Regions from separate parts of the Triticum aestivum genome. Here region 2 is linked to region 1. The links are chromatin contacts, called in public Hi-C maps. All regions are on one chromosome and are shown on one strand. The core of a region is the stretch at or near the end of the contact, and the rest is flanking DNA. Distances in the headings are between cores, read along the strand shown. Region 1 has its middle 57 kb from the start of LOC123125521. Region 2 holds the start of LOC123122760 (BTB/POZ domain-containing protein At5g66560).

Region 1 (3,972 bases), core at 1,286-3,785:
CGACGAGGGGGCGCGGTGGAGGCGGCCAGCGCGGCGGCGGCAGGCGCGGGTGGCAGAGGAGCAGCAGCGGGCACCTTGGAGCGGGGCGGAGGCGAGCGGCGGGTCCGGCGAGCTGCAGCAGCGCCTGCGAGGCAGGGCAGCGAGGGGCGCGGGCGAGGGCTCGGCAGGTGGGGCGCGCACCGCGAGCAGGGGCGCAGCACGGGCGGGCGGCGCGCACAGGGTGCGGCTGCGGCGGGGGCCGAAGTGGACGGCGCGAGCGCTGGGTGGGGCGGGGCCGCGGTGAGCGCGGCCGGGGCGATGCAGCGCGTGGCCGACGCGGCCGTGGTGAGCGCGGACGGGCGCGGTGGCTGCGCACGGTGGGTACGGGGTGGCGGCGGCACGTGGTCGTGGCTAACGGCGTGCGAGGGCGGAGGGCAGAGGGGAAGAGGCCGGGGGCCTCACCGTTGGGCGTAGGGTCAAGGGCAGTGGGGTGCGAGGTGGGGGACGGGGACGACGAGCGACGAGCGGCGTCAGCGATGGGCGCAGGGGACGACGGGGCGACGCTGTGTTGATGACGAGTTGGTGCCGGCGATATCGAGCGGCGGGGCGACGCCGGGGGTGGGCGCCGACGTCGGGGGGAGGCGAGCGCCCCCGATCCAGATCGGGTCGTGGTGGGAGAGAGGAGCGAGGGGATCGGGAGGAGTGGGGGTGTTTAGGGTTTGCGGGGGGTTGGACCGGGGTATGTAGGTCGGGGTAGTGGGTGGGCCGGCCTGCTAGTGGTCAGGTGGCCAAACGGCCCAGGGAGGGTTCTTATCTTTTTTATTGTTTTATTGTTAGTTTTGTTTTCTGTTTTTGTTCTTTTCATTATTATTATTTTTGTTTTAATTCATTTTAAAGTATTTAGGCTTTTTTGTAAAAGCATGGTTTCTTCACCATAATTAGCTAGGCATTAATTGGCACACTCCAAACATTTTAGTTTTAGTAATTGAAAACTTTTATTGTTTGCTTGATTTTGAATCTGAATTCGAATCGGTTTCGAACTAACGCAAGACTAGCAACAGTAATCAAGGTGACGTGGCATCATTAGCAGAGGGTTACTGTAGCTTAATTATCCGGGCGTCACAAAGTGGGTGCAGGCGGGGAGCGCTATCGCATTGGCTCCGGATCCGGCTTGGGCTCGACGACGGCGGCGGCGGCGGTGGAGGCGGGACGAAGAGCGGGGTGTGGACGAAGTCCCCCGCCGTCGACAAGGCAAGGGCTTGCTCCAACCCATCCCAATGCGCGTCCTCGTCGATCCGGCTAGCCTCTTGCGCGTGCTGCAGGGCCTGCTCGAGGGCGGCTTGGTACTCCGCCTCAGCCTCCATTTCCTCCGGCTCTACCCGCGGGGGCGGCAGTGAAAACTGCGGGTTGGCATCGACGCCTAGCCTCCGTTGCTCCTCGTGTTCGAGGGCAAACCAGGCCTCCCAGTTGGGAGAGTCGGCGGCATACTCGTGCATCCGCCGCTGCGCCGGCGTGAGCTGCGCCTGGCACCTGCGCACCTCCTCATCGTGCGCCCGTTGTGTCTGCGGAACCGCCGGCTGGGATCCGGTGCGGATCGAGGTGCCAGTGGTGCAGCAGCGTCACATCGGGGTAAGGCAGCGGCTGCCTATGCTCCCAGTGCCACCGCGCTTGGTGCACCGGGATGTGCAGACGCCGACGACCTGGGCGGACGCGCGCCGGCGGCGGAGGAGGGGAGGAGGAGCACGGGAGGATGAGGCGCCGGGGGTGCACTTGCCCTGGCGGCTGCTGCTGCCGAAGAGGCCCATTGCTAGGGTTTGGGGGTGTCGCCGGCGAGGAAGCACAAGAGGGTGGTGTGGGGCCAGATGTGGACGGAAGTGGATGAGGCCGGCCCCCGCCGCACGCGTGGGTTAAAAAAGGATGCTTCCACTGGCTGACTAGTGAGCCCTCTGTCGGTGGTCGTCATAAATTAGACGACGGGTGGTAGTTGGGTGGCCGCCAAGTGAGACCGCGGCGGACACCGAGGGGACGCGCGGCGGGTCCACTTCGCGTCCGTGCCGTCGCATTTGGGCTGCAAATTTGGGTCATAAATGCGTCGGCGTGGACGCGTAGAGACGCGATTTGGGTTTGAGTCGACGCGTTGGGCCTTTGCTTTTGTCCGTGCCGACCCAAACGAACGCAGCGGATAAAATGGGTCGTCCATTCGAATTGCTCTTAGCGACTCTGCTAGAGATGCTTAACGGAGTTGTCACCCGAGCGACCCTGGTTGTAGTCGTAGACGTGTAGCATCCGCTTGGATTCGGAGCAAGATACGGCGAAATTGTCTCTCGGCGCCGGAGAGAACCTGCCAAGGCGACGACGGCGGCCGGTCTATGTGATGACGCATGTGGCGGGCGTAGGGACACGATAAAGTTGGTGCGATTTGGCCGCACGACCATGGACGACAGCAAAGAAACGGCAGAAAAGGCGACGGTAATTGCTCCCTTTTCCCATACCGTGGCGTGCATGATCCCTCGCTTTTGGGGAGATATGGGTCGACGCGCCTTTTCTCGCGCCATCATGATCTCTGGTGACGGCGGTGTGCCGTAGCAGCGTCCGTTCGGGTTCAGACCAAGCCGATCTGACCGACCCTCGTGTCCGGAAAGGCCCTAATAATTCGACAAAGTTTGGATTGCAAGGAAGGTCTCATTGCACGAAATGTTTTTCTGACGTGTTATTGCACGAAATGTTTGGTGTCACGTCCATGTCAGCGGCGTCGGTTTGTTTAGCTGGAGTATTTGCCAAAACAAAGATTCCTTTGGGGGCAGGGAATTGGTTATTACTCGGCTGCACGGGCTGTTAGTTGTACACTTGTACTACTGCTAGGTTTTTTGCACTGGGGCGCCGCCATCATGTATCTACGCGTATGTATATATTAAAATATTCTCCTATTGCGAATCAACATGTGGTTGGATGGTTAGAGGGACTGTGGTATCCTCAGCCCACCAGGGTTCAAATCCTGGTACTCGCATTTATTCCTAGATTTATTTCAGGATTTCCGGCGATGCGCATTCAGTGGGAGGAGAACGAGGCGTCTACCGTGACTTCATAAATCTCTAGATGATATGCCGGCTCAGTCTTTCGGAGGTGCTCATAGGGGTAGGGTGTGCGTGTATGCGTTCATAGGGGTGAGTGTATGCGCGTGTATATGAGCGCTTGTGTCTGTACTGATGTTAAAAAAAATATTCTCCTACTTTGCCCCGCGCGTAGTACGTACGGCATAAAGTCAAGAGACTCTTTACCGACTCACGATACGACGCTGCAGTGCCAGTGGCTGCTAACGAGCACTCCTTTTTCATAAAAAAATATAAGAGCGTTTAAATCATTATGCTTTTATATTTCTTTTCAAAAGGAGTAAATATTAAATGTCTAATCCATAGATTTGATGTCGTTGATGAAAAGGGCAATGGAAGCTACCATCCGGCCGGTGCGACCGTGCGCAACCAAAGTACTCACTAGTCTGTCCGATGCGTTTCTGCTGTTTGATACGGAGGTTTGTCAGCCGAAGCTCAACAATGACCAATGGCGGCATGGCGGTACGTAAACGCGCGTAAAGCCGATGTGATCCGGCGGGCGGAGACCACGACCAAATTAAGAGTAATGCTACATTCATGAATCATTACGTGGGTTTTACAGGGACATTATGACTTGGCAGATGGTGATTGGTTCAAGGGGGAGGGAGGGGTCCCACCCGCTGAAAATCAGGGGTGGCAAGAATTAGAGGAAGGAGCCCATGAACCTCCTGTAACCCGTCCGTTGGTTTAACAATTTCGCCAAACTAAAACGGTGCAACGCAGTGATGGATATCCCGACTGATTGACCACTAGCCTTAACGTTAGACGGGCCCATTAAGGACTTATACAATGCAAATGTGTTAAGGATGATGCTTAGTCTAAAAAAACTAGTTTAGAGATATGCACCGATGGTTAAGAAAAAACTTGATTTATTTTACGAAAC
Region 2 (3,591 bases), core at 736-3,235, 110 kb before region 1:
CCTCCACCGTCAGCTTCCGGCAGTCCACCACGCCGCACACCCTGTCCCGCTCCTCCGTCGTCAGCCGCGGATGCGCCTGCGCATGCATGCACCACTCACGAGTCATGGAGCCGGCAACCAACTGCAACTCGACAAACGCGCATTCTTTCTTGACTTGTCAGAAGCAGTCGATGACAAATCGGGGAATGTACGTACCTTGAGGTAGATGTCGACGGCGCGGTAGACGCCATCGTCGTAGATGCGGGCGTGGTCCGGCATTGCCAGCGCGAGCTCGCAGAATTTGGCTGGCTTCAGGTTGGCGTCGGACGCGACCTCTGCCAGGTAGTTGTCCACCAGCTTGCCCACCTGCGTCATTGCCACGGCCGACGGGCGCGACGCCGTCGTCCTCGCCGCCGCTTCCTCCTCGGTGATTGCGGCTGACGACGACGCCTCGTCCTCGCCGACCTCCTCCTCGGCCAGGAAGTGCCTGACCACCCGCTCGACGCAGTCCACGTCGTAGAGCGTCTCCGCGGCGCCGGAGTAGCTCGGGATGAGCACGTCCTCCACCGTTGCCTGTTCCAGCTGCGTCGCGGCCTTCCGCTCGATCGCGGCGCGCGCCGCGTCCGAAGCGCGCAGGATGTGCGCCGTCCGCAGCAGCGCGAACAGGAACTTCGCGGTCACCACGCTCCCCGAGCCCTTGTCCGCCGGGAGGCTGGCGACCACCGCCTCCAGGAGGTCTCTCTGCTCCACCTCCGACGACACCGGCGCGGACGCGCGGCGCCACCTCATGGACCTCGACAGCCCGGGGAGGGTGGCCTTGGCGTAGGACACGAGGCAGCCCTCCAAAGCCTCGGTCCTCACGTCCTCGCGCGCGGCCATGGCCGCCATCACCCGCTTGTACATGTGCAGGCCGAGCACGGCCAGGTCGCCGAACCAGGAGCGCGACGTCGCCGACGAGCGCGCGGCGATGGCCTCCACGCAGCGGGCGACAATGCCGAGCTCCTCGGCGTGCGGCAGCAGGTCCTCGCAGGACTTGAGCGCCTTGGTGGCCTCGCCGGGGTGGCGGAGCACGGCCTGCGAAAGGTAGGCCTCTGCGCGCGCGGCCAGGTTGTCCTCGGAGTGCTCCTCGGTCATCTCCAGGTACTCGGCCGCGCACCGCAGCGGCGCGACGTTCCAGGGCGTGAGTTCGACGCGGACGCCATAGCAGAACTTGGCCGCCGCCTCGAAGGTGCCCGGCCCACCGGGGAAGTCCGGGAAAGTGATGCGGTACGACTTGCCGTCCTCCATACTAACCTGCTGCTGTTCCTCGTCCCCGTCCTCCTCCTCTGCTTCCTCAATCTCTGTTTCCGCCGCCGCAGCAGGAGCAGCATGCTCCTCGGCATTGCCTCCGGAGCTCCCACGCCGCCGACGCCGCGGCTGGCCCGGCGGACGCTGCTCGTCCTGCTCGGCAAGCATGCGGCTGATCTTGCGGCTCTTGGACATGAGCGGGAACTGCGCGCGCAAACATTAGCCTCTCAGCGGAATTTCGTCGAGCACAGAAAGGACACACGAGGGATCAAGGAGAAACCCACCTTGTGGAGGTGGAAGCTCATGTCCTGCACCTCGAAGACGACGTCGCTGGGCAGCCCGGTGGTGCAGAACCTGCCGATTCCCGGCGAAAACAACAAAATCCATCAGAATCCGCCGACAAAACGACCGACGCAATTCCCCGTTCCACCCACCGTAGCACCGACCGGAAATCGGAGAGGAGACACTGGACTCACCACGCCTCGCCGGCCCTCGACGGGCCGTGCCGCGCCATGGACGAAGACGACATGGCAGGCCGCCCCCGCTGCTCCTGCTCCTCCTCGCTGTCCCGAGCTGTGATTTGGAAGACGACGACGACCGCATTTACATACCCTCTGAGGCCGGGGCTGGCTCCCCGTATAATTGAGGGAGGCCAGGCCGAGGGTGGTGGGTAGGCGTATTTAGGAAGGCGGCCTGAGCATCCCACTTCCGGTGGGAACCGGCTCCTCTGCCGTGCAGTGGGCACGGCAGGGATGCTACAGTGTCCCAGGCAGGGTAAAAACAGAAGGCACGGCAGTGTGCACTGTAACCGAACACTGTTTCCCTGCACTGTAGCGGGATGCACTGTTCTCGTCCTGTAGCATGCGCACTGTTTATGTACTGTAGCAAAGTGATCTGAGCCGTTTATACTACATCTGACAGCTGATAGATGCCCAAAGGCAGGCTCCTGTAGCATCCCTACCGTGCTCACTGGACGGTAGAGGAGCCGGTTCCCTTCCGGTGACAGTGTCAGCAGCGCGCGGCAGGGAGTTATTGCCGGTGACACGGATGGAAAGCTATGGCCGCCTCCTCCTAGTTTATTTTTCACAATAAAATCCTATCTTTATTATTTTGTGCTTAGTACTGTGCTAACTTGTTCGCTGGATGGATGAGGCGTGTGAGCTAACTAACCACTCCACCATGGCACCATGACATGGACCGGCAGCATGGGGATCGGATCACGTCGCGTCGTCGCCATCGTGGGTTTTTCACGGGAGGGCTGCGCCGGTTTGGAATTCCTGGCCTGGAAAGTTCCTTGGCCTTGGGGCAGACCACCCACTTTGTTGTTGGTCTAAGCTAGAAAGTTAAAAAAGAATTGATTGTAGGCTTTGGATTTTGGCAGGGAAGAAACAGAAAAGGGCAAAAGCAAAGGCGGGTGAAAAGGAAATGGGGGAGGAAAATCCTGCCCTTTTCTTCTCTTCGTGAAATGGGAAAGGCGCCGAGAAAATGAGATGGCCACGCTCTTGCCCTCGGCGGTTGTGTTTTGGCACGACAATTTGCAGCGCTATCGCAAATGGCATCGCCTGTTCAGACATCTTTTGCGGTAGGTACTCATCGTGGTCACCATCGCCAAGTTTTTGTTTTTGTTTTTTTTGCTGCCTTCTCTAATTGTTGGCTTTCGGTCGGCCGGATGGAGATGGGATTGTTTGAATCCGTCCTCTGCTTTACTGCTGGCTCCATCTCCTCTCTTCTCCACCACTAATCACCATTCTTCCTTTCGTTTTCCGCTATCCTTTTATTCATCTGTCTACAGCATCAGCACGCATGGGCACGGTCGGCGTCGACGGCGTGGCCGCGTGGGGCGTTGCAGGCCATGTATGTAAGCGGCGGCCGGTCGGTCAGACGAGACGAGCGCCGGCCACCACGCCGAAACGGCGCATTCAAGCTGAGCACTATGCGGACGGATGAGATCACACAGTGGTGCCAGTGGCAAGCTCTGGCCGTGCTCCTCTCACTGCTTGACGTTTACAGGTGGAGGTCATCACTTGCCGACTGCGAAACCAGGAAGATCTGCGAGGCGGGCCCCTTCCCTCCCTCCAAGCACTTGCTAGCTAGTGAACCGCCGGTGGCTGCCGGGGACGGCGAAGGCGGACACTGAAGACGGCGGGGATCGCCGGCAGCCGCCGTGGGTATCGGTAGCGGTTCCGCCGCCGGAGACATCCGACCCCAGGCCTGCATGGCCAGCCTGGGCCTTGCACTCGAGGGCACGAGATGAGTTTAGTAACTGTGTTTGCATGCTGCCAAGCTCCGACCGCCGGACAAGAGAATTGAAGAGTTCCAGCATTC

The links. A called contact is a pair of places that touch in the nucleus more often than the background predicts.
Region 2: a Hi-C map of leaf shows a contact between it and region 1, with 4 times the contacts expected there. The contact joins the promoter of LOC123122760 here to the enhancer-like site in region 1. A contact is called at or near these places in 2 of 5 Hi-C or Micro-C datasets (both in leaf) and 1 of 1 datasets of contacts at active chromatin or transcription factors (leaf).

The regions. Positions count from the first base shown.
Region 1 is chr5D:461,350,109-461,354,080 of IWGSC CS RefSeq v2.1, reverse strand. No RefSeq gene overlaps it. Among protein-coding and RNA genes, the nearest start is that of LOC123125521, 57 kb to the right of the region's middle. Within about 2 kb of position 2,535, at least 2 of the 8 cell types and tissues checked have an H3K27ac peak or open chromatin away from gene starts, as enhancers often do. A contact at or near this core is called in leaf, where this site is marked.
Region 2 is chr5D:461,463,229-461,466,819 of IWGSC CS RefSeq v2.1, reverse strand. It overlaps LOC123122760 (BTB/POZ domain-containing protein At5g66560), which reads right to left and starts at 1,985. Exons shown (of 4, transcript XM_044543099.1): 1 at 1,743-1,985; 2 at 1,551-1,620; 3 at 196-1,470; 4 at 1-76. The coding sequence starts at 1,795.